Regions from separate parts of the Bicyclus anynana genome. Here region 2 is linked to region 1. A link is a contact called in public Hi-C data. All regions are on one chromosome and are shown on one strand. Each heading gives the region's core, a stretch centred on a gene start, on an enhancer-like site or on the middle of the called end of the contact. The rest is flanking DNA. Distances are from core to core; before and after follow the strand shown.

Region 1 (4,737 bases), core at 1,049-3,548:
TGATTGGAAGTCCATGCAAGAGGCCTATGTCCATCGGCTGTTAAAGATGATGAAAATGACATATAGCTGAATATAGAACCTTTTCCTTTTTAGAAGTCATTAAAATCTACTTACTGGGAGCCTTCAATGAGCCAGCAAGACTTATTCACTGTGCTGACAGTCAACAGAGCCCTGGGCGCTGCGTTGTGTCCCAAACTTTTCACAACAACTGCGATGGAGTTATGTAGACGCCACAATTTGATCTGCCATGATGCTGTGATAAGAAACTTTGCTGGTGTGTCCTAGAATAGAGAAAAATAATTGCCTAAAATTTGCCCACAGATGCCACTGAAGGTGCTGTATGTAGGATCATTATAAACACCTAGTCTAGGGATCAAATTGTGTATTTTCATAGGCCCCTGGTTTAGAAGAGTTAGAGCATCTGCTCACTTAAAATTCTTAGTTGGCCGACTATCGAACAACTTAATTGGAAATGTTTACAATTTAATTGTTTACAATTACAACTTTTTCTTTTGTATATAATCAAAAGTAAATCGCGACTCTCATATGACCGGTGTCCAATTTATTAGCTGGACAATTTAGTTGGAGAAAGTGCAGGCTATACCTGTTAGTATAATTTTGCAATTTAGTCAGCCAAACTAAGAATTGTAAATGAGCTGGTGCTCTTAGTTATGAATGACTTTTTCTCATACTTCTGGTCTATACTCTTTAATGATGCTACTGGCCAAATTTTATAGTTCTAGGTCAATAGGAAGTACCCTTAGTTTAATTAAATCTATACTAATATATAACGCTGAAGAGTTTGTTTGTTTGTTTGATTAAACACGCTAATCTCAGGAACTACTGGTCCCATTTAAAAAAATCTTTTAGTATTAGATAGCCGATTTATCGAGGAATGCTATAGGCTAAATATTATCCCCGTACTCCTACGGGAACGAGCGGGTGAAACCGCACGGCGTGAGCTAGTTTTTTATATTATAGCTTTGTTGTACCAACTGCCTGAGTTTTGATTTCCTTAAGTGTCGAAATATGCATTTTTCACTAATTAAAGTTAACTATACCTAATCGTTCTAAGCTTGTTGATCAAATTTATTGTCATTAATTTGTTGAAATTATTATTATTGTTAAAATTGCTAGCGATTTCTACCCTCATTTAAAATATGTTTATATGACCAATAACACAGCAGAGTTAAGTAGCATATAAAAAATATGAAATGACACTTACTTGATTGTGTGGTACTATCCTTATAGCGCTAATCTTGCTTCCTTGTTTATTTGCAGCGACAACTTTGACATTATACTTATTCCTAGTCTTCCCACTCTGTAAATCCCATTCTTGTACAACACTGTTTGCGGTGCAACTGAAGAGGCCATACTTTCTATGCCAATCCAAGGCTACCATTTTGCTGTTGTTGTCTTTCTGGTTTAAAACTGTTTCCACTTTAGCTTCACTTATAGAATATATGAGGATGTTTCCATTAGACGTTCCTAATGCTATGCAATATTGTTCTGGTTCACTTATGGATTTTCTACGGGCACCTTTTTGTGGACTCTGTAAGTTTTATAGTTTTAATAAGTAGCATAGTAAAAGAAAATACATGATAAATAACAAATGTATTTTGTTTTTAGTGTAAAATAGGCAATTTTGCTAATCATATCATCATCAGCAGGCGATGAACGTTTTTCGTAGGGACACTTAGCCTTCTTTTGATGTGACATAAAAGGGGGTCAACTAAAAGTACGTTTTAGTCAGAGGTCTCCCTAACTATCTCTTTGACGAGCTGATTATTTTTTTAATCACATTTATTTTTTTGTTCTTTTTTTTAAATTTTTAACAATTTCAATATAAATATAAAATGGAAAATACTTTCGACGAACGGATTATTATTATTATAGATCCAATATCACCTTTTTCGATATGTTTTAGGTTATGTTTTTATTGATAAATTTTCCCAAGCAACAGGTATGAAGGCAATATACTTTAGTGATTTTGTAGGGAGGTTGAAATTAAATGTGTATATTAATGATAGATTCAAAACAATTTAATAGTTATCCAATAAATACAAGGTTAAATACCACGTGTAGTACTTACGGCATTTAAACTGACGCTTATCCATTGTAAACAAGATGGTGGTGATGTTAAATGCAGGTCTGGTGTGTATTCCTGTTTGAGGACATTCGTTTCTGTGTCCCATATTCTTAATCTACCGTCTTGACTGATTATTGAATAATATTTTCCGTCCTCCGAAAAGGCGGCCTCAGCCATGTTTTCTAAAGTTTTGACAATGACTGATGATTTGAAATGACATGACATGACAGCAACTTGTTAATGACTTAAAATTGACGTGTCTTTTCAAGCATACGAAATGCTTAAAAAATAAATGAGACATAATAAATTAAAACATGAAATCAACCTCTATGTTAACTTTTATAAAAAAAATATAGTTCAATTTTAAATCACAACTGTTTTTTTTTATAAAAGCAAAGAATTGTATGTAATATTTAAAATGCCGTGGTTGATGGGGGATAAATTTTGAAAATATTGTGCGTTAAATGAAGTATATCTTCACAGATAAAATAACAAATAAAGAATATGTAAAAGTGCTGCCAGATAGTTGTGAAAAAAATATTCAAAATTAATTTTATTACAATTTTTATTTATATATCTTTAATTTTTCTTTGAAACAGTAATACCTTTAATATTTTATAAGATTAGATAAAATAAAATAATGGTAACTAAAGTATTTTAAAGATAAATTCTATAAAAATGTGACAAGCAGATAAACTTCGTTCTTTGTTTAGTTAAGGTAACCAATCAGGAAGTAGAATTTACATAAGACAATCCCTCTGATTGGTCAACTAGCTGTCATTAGGTAAAAAGTGTTACCAGAAAGATAAGATCTACAAATAATAAATCATAACATATGGTTTTGGTTGGTTAAATCAAATCAAATTAAAAGCAAAACATTCCTTTTTTTCTGCAGTCGCCATTCGTCATTGTTCGTGTCAAGTTCGTGCTCGTAATCGAGCTAATCGCGAACGAATGTAGATTGTAGACCTAGAATTTTTTTATGTGTGCTCTCGTTCCACTTTTCAGTTTTCGTTAATTCTACTATTAAATTTCTTAGTTCTGTGTTCTCTTGTGCTGTGCTTTCTAAAATAGTGAAACAAAGGCTGTGCGTGCAAAGTGGTTTGTGAATATGTCACAGCTAACAAATCCTTGAAAAAAATATGAGTGTTAGTGTCGAAGACGTGTCTAGTCCTTTATCGGCAGGTCCGAGCAGCATCATCGAGGCGAATAGTCCGTCAGATGATAGCAAAAATGAGTTCGTCGACACAGTTGAGGAAGGTCAGGAAAAGTCTGAGAAATCGGAAAATTCCGAGCCTTCAACACCGAAACCTCATCCGATGGCTTTCACAATCGACTTCGGGAACTCTAAACAAGTTGACAATCGACGACTTGAAGAGTTAGCGAAGAAGTCTCAGGCGAGACATCAAAGAGTACAGTCCATGTCTGCAGGTGTGTCTAGGCCTAGTCCGATTCAGTCTCAGAGACCACCCCTAAGCGCCAAGCTGCCTCGCAAAGCCCAGGGCTACAACTCGGAAGGCTATTTTTCCTCTGACCAAGAGGACAGTGGCGTTTCCGGCTCTGTTAAACTTCGTAACAGCCCGCTAGCCCAGAGTGTCGATAGACCAAATTACACCAGCCCCATTGTAAGTAGACCAATCAAATCCCCAGTGAACGACACTTTGCTGCCGAAACGTACGTCAAAAAGTCCGATGGTCGACAGTATTATGTCAAGGAGTGATTACATCCCTCGACAATCCCTCAACCTGCCACTAAAAAGTTCCAACAGTTCCTATATTCAAAACGTCCATAGAACACCGAGTTACGGGAACCTAAACTGCCACAAACACGTCATGGCAGACATAATAGACAGGAGTCCAGAAGGGGTGATGTTAACAGACATTTCTAGTCCAGAATTAGACATTCTCACCCCAGATAACGGTCTGTCCACGCCAGAGCATTCCAAAAGCCCTTTACGCAAGTCTAGAGCCCAGTCAGAAACCCCAGATTTGTTGTTCAAAAAGTGTCCTTTGAAATCTGAACCTTTATACATTGATGACGAGGACAATGAGTCAAATCATTCTTCAACTGGCACCTACACCATTGAAGGCGACAATTACACAGAGGAGCAGAAAGCTAGAATGAGTATAGACAGAACATTGGGTTTAGATCTGTACAGTGAACCTGTAGACATGATAAATAGCCACTGCAGTATAGATAAAGACCCAGAACTAGTGTTTGAGTACCCAAATCTGCAAAGAGTGATCACAAAAGAACCAAGGAGAGATGTATGTTTAAGAAATCCCTTATCGACAAATAAGACTGGTGATTTGCAAAAAGTTTCAAAAGACAAGAATGTCTTGGAAATATCCTGTTGCTACGAATCCCCTAATGAAACTGACTTGGCTGTGCAAACAACAAAACAGATTAAATCTACTAGAAGTTACTTGGAGAAAATCAAAAACAGAGTCAGGACAATAACTGAGAAGCCATTCTCTAAATCAGCTCACGAGGAAAACTTTGATGCTGGTACATTTACTTCGGTCACTACATCAGGGGTATTGAGTTCCAAATTTCCATTTAAAGTTGAAATGCCAAGTCGAAGGCGATGTAGCTTAACAAAATCGGATGTCGATCAAACAGATTACGTACATAGATTATCACGGGAG
Region 2 (4,737 bases), core at 752-3,251, 52 kb after region 1:
GATATTCGGATTTGACTTATTTTAACATCACAACTCACTGAACCGTTTATTCGTCTTTTTTTTCATATTTATAGTTATCAGAGAATGGGCATTTTTCTATGGCTTATGTTGAACAAAAGTATAAATTTTAGATATATGTCATTCGAGAGGTTATAATAATAGCTTCATTTTGTTATATTACACCAACAAAGAGAGTTAAAGAACTATGAATCCTATAATTTTGTTAAACCTACACTTATGTTTAAAAGTCTAAAATAGTGTGATTTTGGTTCATAATCATCATCATGTCAGCCGATAGACGTCCACTGCTGGACATAGGCCTTTTGTAGGGACTCACGATACTGAGTCGCGTGCATCCAGCGAATTTTGGTTAATCAGATATTTTTATATACTTATATAATTTAGTCTGCTAGTTGTGTTGAAATAAACAAAACATTGAAATTTATAGAATGACACGGTGCATAGTTACTAGCAGATTAAATTAAATTCAGGCGGTAAAAATCTTACGGTATCATTTTGAGTTGCACGATGTCACTATACATTAAAAAATATTAATTTTGGTCACTAATTGGTGAAATTTTTCAATATCTGGCTCTATCCGTGTATTACTTACCCACTTAAAAATTTTCAACACTTCTGTCACTGTTTTTAAAGCTTATATAAATAACTGCTGCTTTTTTCCAAAATTTTATATGTATTTATATTTTTTTTTTTTGTAAAAAGTATGTGGGACTTTGTTAAAAGTTTAACCTTATTGATGTACTGCTGCTTTATTGTGTAATATCTTTAATATCTTGGTTTTTCAAATGTATTCTAGTTGATAAAATGTAGCGTAAACCGTTGGAATTATTACGTATTTTGAAAACGGTAAAAAAATATTTAAAAACATATTTAGTAGGTATAGAAATATTTTTTGAGTAGTGTAGTCTTTGTAAAATAAATAATTTAAAATATATAAAAAATGGTAAAAAAACATATTTTGTATGGAAATATGTTGTTGAGTAGTGAAGTCTTTGTAAAATAAATAGTTTAATAAATATTTTAGTCATAGGAAAAATATATTACAAATTAGTATATTAGGTAGTTAGTATGAACAATCAAGATTTCTGCCTCTTATATTAATGTATATATATACTATGGACATTTGTCAATATGTTATTGCTATGTATATTTTGCCTTTACAATAATATGACATTATTATATGCTTTCAGCTTTTATTACCGTTTGTATCTTTTTAAAGGTATTTATTAACTTGATATCTAAAAATTTATCACAAGCTTTTTTCTTAGCATTTCCATTTAATATTACTGACTTATATTGAATGAATTAAGAACAAAATTCAGTTTTTATTTAAACTTAAAGATCAAGTCTGTCATCACAAAATTATATATTTTTTGAGGTAATATACTTATGTGTTTGGATGTTTTATAAATTCTGCATTCAATCGCAGTTTTTCACAAATCATCAATCATGGATTTTCCGGGATAAGCCTAGTATTGCTTGGTAACCTCTATATTCTAGTGAAAGTAACATTTAAATCGGTTCATGCGATCCAGAGACTAGCCTGGACAAATCGTCGTTAGGATCATGTAAAAATGTAATTTATAAACTAACACAGTTATTTTGAAATCACAGATAGACACTTCAATTTTATTTATATCATCATCATCATATCAGCCGATGGACGTCCACTGCAGGACATAGGCCTTTTGTAGGGACTTCCAAACATCACGATACTGAGCCGCCTGCATCCAGCGAATCCCTGCGACTCGCTTGATGTCGTCAGTCCACCTGGTGGGGGGTCGGCCAACACTGCGCTTACTAGTGCGGGGTCGCCATTCCAGCACTTTGGGACCCCAACGTCCATCGGCTCTTCGAACTATTGATATGTATGTATATATTTCCAGCAACGTCCTCCGCTCGCAGTCGTTCCACGGGCCGGTGCTGTCGCCCAACCCGCGGTACCAGCCGCCGACGCTCATAACGGAGACATACGACGCGTCAAGCGATAACGACTTTTAATACAAAGCTGATAGAGGCGGTTTTACGACGCCCGATGTGATAGTGTGAGTCTTGTGTGCGTGCGTATCGATGGAACCAAATATTTAGAGTGTAGACGCGGCTTTATGATTTAAAAAATATATACGTCATTATGACAGTGGCATATGTCAAAATTTTTATAATGGCTCCATTCTAGCGTCAGGTTCTGGGCTTTTCGTCGCGTAAATCTTCGCTTTTTACAAGTATATTCCGTGGATATAAAGTCCTATAATAATTACCTTAAGCTTTGCTTTAAAACCAATCATATTGTAACCATAGATTTACGGTTATGACCAATGTGAGAGAAAAGACTACTTTACCTTAAAAATATATATTTTTGGCATACTTGAAATATGCTTTCAATGGAATCGTGAAGGAAAAAGTACATGTTACATGGTACACAATATTATTATTATGATTTTAAATATTTTAAATATATTGTTTGTTTTAAGCATTTTTTTTTATCATGCTACGAAATGGAGGCCAAAAATAATTTTTTGACATATGTCAGTGTTTGCCGCCAAATAATTCGATGGATTTGATGTATGATTTTTTTTATAGTTTTAATTTTTTTTTTGCTTATAAGTTAATTTGGAAAGATGCAATTTTATTATTCCCATGCGTATATTTTATCGCACAATGATGTGTTTACGTCTACGAAGGTACAGTTTTTTTTTAAATATTTGTTACATATATATTATTTTTGGTTATGGATGTATTGATTTTCAAAACAAGATTTTTATCGCGTCTTCATAATGGACTGACACTATTTTTTTGTATGTAATTTAGTACTAAGGAATCACTTAAGAGTTCTTTACACATCCCGACATTTAGAATCTGACATTGTTGACCCGATTGTACCTATTAGATGAATAATTAAGTTCGCAGACCCCTTATTCCCTAAGACCTCCATTTACTTACTTTACTTATTGTTTTACTTACTCGTTTAAATCGGGATTCGGGACGCTGTGTTACCGATATGAAACGGGATATGTTTAGAATTACTAAGTTGCTCATATCATTCATACATCGATTTATTTAGTGTTTACTCTAAGCTTTAGTTGTTATAAAACATAGTGCAATTGACTCATCACATGAAAAATCTAAATCACTTTTACCTACCAGATAAAGAAGTATTACTTTATGAACTTAAATTCTACGCTTTATTATTCTAAAGATATAAATATTAAGTTATTTAGCAACATATCGGTATTATTTTATTCAAATCACTTTTACACAATTACAATTCAACAACATAAAACAAAACTCAACAGCCCTTCCATATGCTATTAGACTTTCATCCTTTTCACAATACATGTTGTGAAAAAGGATTGACTTTAGTCTCTTAAAATTATTTTACTTCATAATATGTGTACTACTAAACAATTTAAAATATAATATATTAATTCTTCTAAAACTATAGACTGGTAACCGTTCGTCCCGTAAAGCACAAATTTTGTTCAATGTAGCTAAAAATTAAATCGAAACTGTATACTTAGAGCCACGAGAAATCCCAAATTTGTAGCAAAAAAATCTAAATACCAGGGACTTTATGTAGTTGTAACTCTTTGATGTAATGTAAATAAATGTACTTGTAATTGTTCCGCAAAATCTGTCTGTCCAATAAATATGTATCAGTCCGTTTCTTGTCTGTCGCCTAATTAGCAGTGACAATGCAATCGTAACTACATCCAAAGTTCAAACCATAAAACGAAATCAATTATTTCTGTAAGCATTTTACTTATTTTTTAATATATTTGTTGGTTAATATGTTTGAATGAAAATAATATACTATTGCAAAATTATTTAATTTTTTTTCAACTAGCCAATGATTGTCAAATAAGTTGTAGTTACGATTTCCATGTCATTTGTACAGTATAGGGAAATATGAATTTTACAATATAAATGGTTTTATATTTTATTTGATGATTGTATTATAATCAAATTAATTATTATCTATTATTGAAATTATTTGTCAATATTACACACTAATAGTTATCTATTTTTATCCTATTCTCGCGTGTATTGAAAAATGATTTAGTTTATGGCGAATTTCTATTTTTGTATTTTGCAAATAATTATAAAGTAAATATTAATAATGATGATTACAATGAAATACTCATTTTCATAATCTAGTATCAAATTATTGAAATTGTAAAATAAGTTGCTCGTTATTTTAAAGTTTATAGCTGTACCATTCCGATTTGTCGACAGGACAAAATGATTGTATCAAATTAATTGTTAATTAATTAATTAATGGTTAGTTAATTTTGTCTCGTACACCTAGTCTAGTTTATGCTCCATAATAATAGTTGTTATTTTCGTAGTCCTTAAGCCGATTCGATCGGAGGTTGGATCCGACAAATCGGAGCGTGTATGGCACATTTAATTTAATTATTCGAATTCCACAAAACGGTCCAGTATTTTTTTGTACAAATTATTTAATCCCTAAGTAATTTGTTACTTTTCCGCTTTTAGCTTCGGAGCTTTAACTATTTTATATAGGGTGAAGTGGTTATAATATACAAAATGTAACCTCAATTAATGTTTACCTACTTCTTTAGTTTGAATACAATTATAATTTTCAGACTTAAAATAAAAAACAATATTTTTCTTTCAGCCACCATAAAATTTCTGGAATAACAAATTAATACAATTAAATACAAAATAAGGTTATATAAAAATTTAAAACTCTGT

The links. A called contact is a pair of places that touch in the nucleus more often than the background predicts.
Region 2: a Hi-C map of whole body shows a contact between it and region 1, with 2.6 times the contacts expected there. The contact joins the enhancer-like site here to the promoter of LOC112046076 in region 1. A contact is called at or near these places in 2 of 2 Hi-C or Micro-C datasets (whole body and whole larva).

The regions. Positions count from the first base shown.
Region 1 is chr18:1,544,880-1,549,616 of ilBicAnyn1.1, forward strand. LOC112046076 (WD repeat-containing protein 43) reads right to left here and starts at 2,299. Exons shown (of 11, transcript XM_052886789.1): 1 at 2,093-2,299; 2 at 1,226-1,552; 3 at 115-281. The coding sequence starts at 2,266. LOC112046073 reads left to right here and starts at 2,944. Exons shown (of 10, transcript XR_002886843.2): 1 at 2,944-4,737.
Region 2 is chr18:1,596,705-1,601,441 of ilBicAnyn1.1, forward strand. It overlaps LOC112046073, which reads left to right. Exons shown (of 10, transcript XR_002886843.2): 10 at 1,908-4,737. Among protein-coding and RNA genes, the nearest start is that of LOC112046087, 23 kb to the right of the region's middle. Within about 2 kb of position 2,002, at least 2 of the 8 cell types and tissues checked have open chromatin away from gene starts, as enhancers often do.